2 separate regions of the Capsicum annuum genome follow, and region 2 is linked to region 1. Evidence: chromatin contacts called from public Hi-C data. All regions are on one chromosome and are shown on one strand. The core of a region is the stretch at or near the end of the contact, and the rest is flanking DNA. Distances in the headings are between cores, read along the strand shown. Region 1 overlaps LOC107871848 (L-arabinokinase). Region 2 overlaps LOC107871708 (probable protein phosphatase 2C 60).

The links. Hi-C and Micro-C count contacts between places; a contact is called where the count stands out from the background.
Region 2: a contact with region 1 is called in a Hi-C map of leaf, with 2.3 times the contacts expected there. The contact joins two enhancer-like sites. A contact is called at or near these places in 2 of 5 Hi-C or Micro-C datasets (leaf and pericarp).

Annotation. Positions count from the first base shown.
Region 1 is chr1:36,171,658-36,174,758 of UCD10Xv1.1, forward strand. It overlaps LOC107871848 (L-arabinokinase), which reads left to right. Exons shown (of 28, transcript XM_016718720.2): 27 at 89-292; 28 at 559-811. The coding sequence ends at 681. LOC107871861 (AIG2-like protein D) reads right to left here. Exons shown (of 5, transcript XM_016718731.2): 4 at 1,926-2,009; 5 at 1,408-1,835. The coding sequence ends at 1,743. Among protein-coding and RNA genes, the nearest start is that of LOC107871861, 9.1 kb to the right of the region's middle. Within about 2 kb of position 1,689, at least 3 of the 5 cell types and tissues checked have an H3K27ac peak or open chromatin away from gene starts, as enhancers often do. A contact at or near this core is called in leaf, where this site is marked.
Region 2 is chr1:36,394,013-36,397,113 of UCD10Xv1.1, forward strand. LOC107871708 (probable protein phosphatase 2C 60) reads left to right here. Exons shown (of 11, transcript XM_016718611.2): 11 at 1,190-1,600. The coding sequence ends at 1,399. Among protein-coding and RNA genes, the nearest start is that of LOC107871708, 17 kb to the left of the region's middle. Within about 2 kb of position 1,664, at least 2 of the 5 cell types and tissues checked have an H3K27ac peak or open chromatin away from gene starts, as enhancers often do. A contact at or near this core is called in leaf, where this site is marked.

The DNA.
Region 1 (3,101 bases), core at 439-2,938:
AAATATGGTTCTCAAAAGCTCAGATTTCTTATATGAATCTAACATGTCCATTGTAAATTTATTTCTTTCTATTGCACTTTATTTGCAGTGCCACTACAGTTACAGTGATTGTGGACTAGGTTCGGATGGAACAAATAGGCTCGTCCAACTAGTTCAAGAAATGCAGCACAGTAAGGCATCAAAATCTGGAGAAGGGACATTGTATGGTGCAAAAATTACAGGCGGAGGATCTGGTGGAACTGTTTGTGTAATTGGCAGGAATTCGCTTAAGAGTAGTGAACAAATTCTCGAGGTAATGTCCCTCCCTTTTAACGGCTACTTTTCTCCTTATATTTGAATGTCCACTCAAAAGTTATTTCATATTTTGGATCACCATTTCTGTTTCACCTAATTCAGAAAAGGAACACAACTTTCATGTTTTGCTCCTTTATTAGGCCTTCTATAAATTTTCATACTATGAGCTTTTACTCTGTATATTTTTGGAACCATTTTATTGATGGTATGATATAGATTTAGCAGAATAATGAGACATTTTTTTTCAATATTTTGGATGTGCAGATACAGCGCAGGTATAAATCTGCAACAGGATACTTGCCTATTCTTTTTGAGGGTTCATCTCCTGGCGCTGGAAGGTTCGGCTATCTAAAAATTCGTCGTCGCAACCCTCCCAAGCAGAACTAAATTCTGCATTACTTGTTAGATTTTCAGGACTAGATTTTCAAGATTACTCATTCGTTTTTAGCAATGAAAGTTTGACTATGTTAAACTTAGTGTTCTGGACCATCACATATATAATATGAATTTCCCACTATATCTTCAGTAAAATGCAATATTGGTGATAAATTTCTATTTAACTTTTTGTGTGATGTTTTAATCAGAACTGCTTGTTTGGAAGATGTAATACAAAGTATTCTCTTTTATATGTTTAAAAAGGTTGCAACTTGATTGTTAAGCAAAGACCTTGATCCCCCTTCCAATCACTTGAGGTTTAGGGATTTGGAACAATTTTGAGGTAGCAAAAGCAACGTAATGGAACAAAGAATTATGGATAGAAATCAACGTATCGACCACGAATGCAAGGTGTGGAGCAAACACTCTTTACAATACTCAGATGCATAATTATGATTCCACTCTTGTCAAGACTCGATGCATAAATATATATGCCACTCTTAACCAATTTGGCATACACAGACTAGTTTGCCTACAGCATATGTTGTCATGGCCGAATTTAAGCTTACATACATCCGCAATTACAACTGATGAAAACATGGATCCTGTCTCTGCAAATTTGGACTTTTTCCCGTCTCTACATGCTAAAAGATGCGGAATGTATGCTGATAAAATTGTGGTACATATAACATGAACCAACGAAAAGAAAGAAAATGACAAATTTGAAATTTCAAGAACTAGAAGAAAAGATATGCTCAGTGTGATGAGTCACACGTTTATTATAGACTGTGTACAGGCATAGATAACACCAATTTTTTACAAATTTTTAAGCACACTCATATATGAAGTTTTCACAAGTATAATGGCTATTACTTCCTGCCCCACAAGGAAAAAGGGCAAAGTAAATCACTCGTTATAAAACAACAGAAGCAATAGACACAGTACCTTAAGCAGTCCAAACTGAAATCCATGTTGCTGAGCTTAATTCTTTACTTTTTTGGATTGGGGGGAAGGGTGATGCGTGGCCACTCAATGTCATGAAGAACATCAAATCGTGCCTGCCTATAGTAGGATTATATGCTGCCACTTTGGTCAGGATGCTCCAGTTCTTCCAGAAACTCCCTTGTCATTTTCAAGAAGCTTTGCTTGTGCAATCGTTCCCATTCCTTAAGGCATTTTCATATGTGAGTACGAGGACTAGCTTTTATAGGATCCCAGTTAAGAAAAGAAGCAACTGATACAAGATCTCAGATTACCTCAAAGTCCCATTCCCCGTACAAATTCGGGTCATTCTGGTCAGCCCAAATATACGCTTCAACCTTTAATGTATTGGAACTGTCCTGCAAAAAGCCAACACACCTCTTGTAAACCAGATAAATACATTACGAATGGACAACTGATTTCAACATGCCTCACGGCTCACACAATGTTGTTCCAAAGACGAACTGATGAAGTAACAAAACTATCTGACACAGATGGGAGAGCTGAATGAAGCAACCTAGCTAGTCCGGTCCATTTATGCCAGCCATGATGTTCTTAAAAGAACTGAAAAGCAGCAGGCAAAGATATCACTGTGACTAGCTGGTTTTACCTATGAAGTAATCATCTATATTCAATAATAAAGACCTAAAAACTTCCACCTTCCAAGCACACCAGACTTCTGCCTCCTAGTCATCAACCAAGAAACATCTAAACAAAAACATGGTTGAAGGAAACTACTCAAAGAGCACTAAAGCATTCTGAGATTTGCCAATGCTATAACAAGAACAAAAATACAGTGCTGCAGAAACTCCGAGAACTTCAGTGTATTAATTGTTGGGGTTCAATATGTATGAAAAAGGTGTGAATGAAAGATGGAGAGAAAATGGTGGAAGAAAGGAGACACCAATTTAGAAGGTGTACTCCCAAAATTGGAAAGTTCACTAATTCTCCCACATTGGTGGGAGAAGGGAACTATGGAGTGTTTTTAATAGAAAGCACTTACTCCACATGCTAAGTGAGGCAAGAAATAAGAGATGCCTCGCGCTGTCGTTGTCGCTCGCTCGGTTTTGGCTTTGATTGATCGATAAGATCTATCTTTTTGGACAAAGTTTATTTCACGTAAATTTAATCTGAATGCCAAAAGGAAAACGCACCAGTAATCCTCCATTTATACATGCATACAGATTTCGAAACAGTATTTTTTGAAATGATACACTGCTTCAAACTGATGCAATTGTTCAATGAAATGATATGTCTGTTCAACGAACTGATGTGTACTATTTTGTGAACTGGTATGTCTGTTTGGAGAAGGACACGTTCTTTGGGTATACAGACATGAATTTCCAGAAACATCACACCATTTAAGTGAATTTTCCTGCAATAAACTCTCTTCTTGTCTTTATAAATACTCTGTGTGATCAGTCAATCCATTAAGTGAGTTCGACGATATT
Region 2 (3,101 bases), core at 414-2,913, 220 kb after region 1:
AAGTGGCAAAAGGCTGAGTCAGTTCGAACTATGTATATAATGGGACATCTACTAAATACTATTTTTTCTGTGGCAATTTGCAAAAGGTCATTACATATTAATCATTCGTAGAAGGACCTGTACTATGGCATAGTGATAGAAGAACAAAAGGCATCGGGTTTAGCTAGTATTATGTGCTTATGGACTGATTCCTATGTTCATGTGTGGTCCCACACAGCTGAACATTTTGTTTGATGTATTATAATTTGTTTGAGAAATGGGGTGAATAAAAAGAACAACAAAACATCCATGCTCTTTTTGAAATGGTATTTTTATAGGCAAAAAGAGTGAACTAGTTATGCTTTTGATATGCATTTTGGTTTATTTTATCGCTCAACTAATGGAGCTCAGTGGGTTTCTAGTGATTTACCTAGTAATTAAAAAATGTTAGCTCGGTGATACTAGTTTAGTCTTTTTTGTAATTGAGCCAACAAAGTTTTGTTATCTTCCTAACTTGTTACTATTATGCATCTTTGTGATGCCAGCAATGAATTTTCTTATTACTTCTTGGAAAAAAAAATGGAATCATCATTATCCTTGGAATGTATAAGGAAGGCTCATTTGCCTTATTGGGCTCCTGGTGTCTGCTTGCTCATAACCTTAATTTCGTTGCTAGTAGACTTATTCTGGTTTTTGATTGTTCGCCTGATTCAGTGAGCTATTACAAATTACTTTAATGTCTGTGCTGAACTATTGGATGCAACAAAGATCAACACCTGCTAAATATTCCCTAGTTTATTTGGATCATGTGGCATCTTCATTTCAGAGTTGTGAGCAGACATCCCATTGTCTTGATAAATTTGTCGATCAATGTGCTTTTGTCTCAGTTCAGATGTCTTTATGTTTTGTTCATTTTGCTCTAAGCATCAAATCTCTGTTGTTCGAAAGAAATGAAACACATCGAAATGGTACCAACCATACTTAATAATTGACAGATTTGGCAGGAATATGTAAGACTACTTCTCCTAAAAAGATCATAGGGTGCTAACCAGTTATGTTTTTTTGGAGTGCGCGGAGATGATATGATTGTTTGATCTGGCTTTCTCCTATTTTCCAGGGCTTTCATTATATGTGAAGACCAAAGATAAAATGCTCGTGTATACTCACTCTAGTCTAAAATACAGACTAACTGAGAAAGTTTGATTTGTAGGAAAGCAAGCTTTCTGCAGTATGTGAAAGAGTTCTTGATAGGTGTTTGGCACCTTCTACTGCTGGAGATGAGGGATGTGACAACATGACCATGATTTTGGTGCAATTCAAGAAACCTTTTCAGTCTGGGGCTTCTTTAGCTGAAGAACTCCCTGCTACCACCGAGGTTAACACTGAAGGAAAACCAGCAGACTGTGGATCTAGTTCATAGTTCTGAGCTCCCCGTTTTGGTTGATACTTCCAAGTCTGCAGTTGTACATGATTGTGTTGATTCTATGTAGATCTCTACTGCATATGTTTTGCTTTTCTTGCTGCTGGTTTTGTATGTGACTGCATTTGTACTAATTACCGAGATGGATTGTATAGATAACCACAGGTTGATCATTTCATGTACTCAGTGACTTGTAGGTTGTGTTTGGTGTGTTTTCCAATTAATGCTAAGGTGTGTCCCATGTGTTTGCATTGGCCGGGGGTGAGGGAGCTGTTCTACGGAACAAGTTGATCGTACTATAATCTTCAATTTTAAATATACTGCCCTTCTCTCACACATGATGTCTGTTCTTGACATTGGTGGCGATCCAGATGTTATGTTGTTTAGCCAAGGTTGTTATGAAGTTATTCGAGTGTATTTTTTGTAATTGAAAAAAATCTTGAGTACGTTGTCAAGTAGAGAAAATTCAAAATTATTGTAAACTCTCGTTAATGGACAATTTTCCTTGGAAATGATATATCAGGGAAAGTGTACAACTAGCCATTTTGAGGGAGAAAAATTGGCTAATAGGCCAATTGCCTACTTTGGTTTTTCATTTTAAAACAAAATTAAAAAAATAACTTTATGGATGAATTAGACAATAATAACATATTAAAAATTATGGGAGCTATTTACAAATATACTCAAGACATAAAACCTTGACTCATTTTTTCAATTTCAAATTACTTTTTTTGTCTCTCTAATTTTTTCTCCTCCATTCTTATTAAAACTCATTGTTTCTTCAACTTTCTCCTTTTTAAAGCTAGTATTTTATTCCTAAATGTTTTGTCTCCTCCTAAATTTGTAAGTTTTCTACTCTCCTTTAATTTTAGTCCATTTTTTTTCAAAAAGAAAAAGGTTTGTGTATATATATGTAATCGATTGGATTAATAATCAATCTGTCTATATATCGATCGGATCAATAATCAATTTGTCCATATACCGGTCGGATCGATAATCAATCTGTACATATATCGATCGGATCGATAATTGATCTGCTGGATCGATAATCGATCTGTCCATATATCGGCCGAATCGATAATAGATCTGTCTAACGAAAATTAGGTTTTGGACTAATTTGTAAAAGACATAATACATAAATATGACCCTAAACTTGATACCAAATTATAACTTCGATCTTAAACTTTGATAGTGCACAAATAGGACCTTTAACTATTCAAAACCTAAACAAATATGACCTTCAATTTTGCAACCCCCATGCGTGAGTTTCACTTGCGCCTACGTGGAAAGGTAATCCAATCACACGGTGTCACGTCATTAAAAGGACTGACATTTCATCCTTTTTTAACTGTTGGAATGCTCAAAATTTTAGCCCGACGCGCCCAATTTTGCGTGTACAACACGCGTTTTGTCACGCCGGATCGAAGGTCATATTTGTGCAGTTTTGAATAGTTAAAGGTCATATTTGTGCACTGTCAAAGTTATAATTTGATGTCAAGTTTAGAGTCATATTTATGTATTATGCCTTTGTAAAATGAGTAAAAGATTTTTGTGGAAGGGCTTTTGTTTAAATTCTGTAAGTTGGTGATTTGTGGACTAATTTGTAACTTTTAAAACTTGTAAATAAATTTTAAATCAAAAGTGGGTTATTTTTCTTTAAAAAAAAACTTATAGTTTATTTAATTAAAAAGTAGACTTGAAG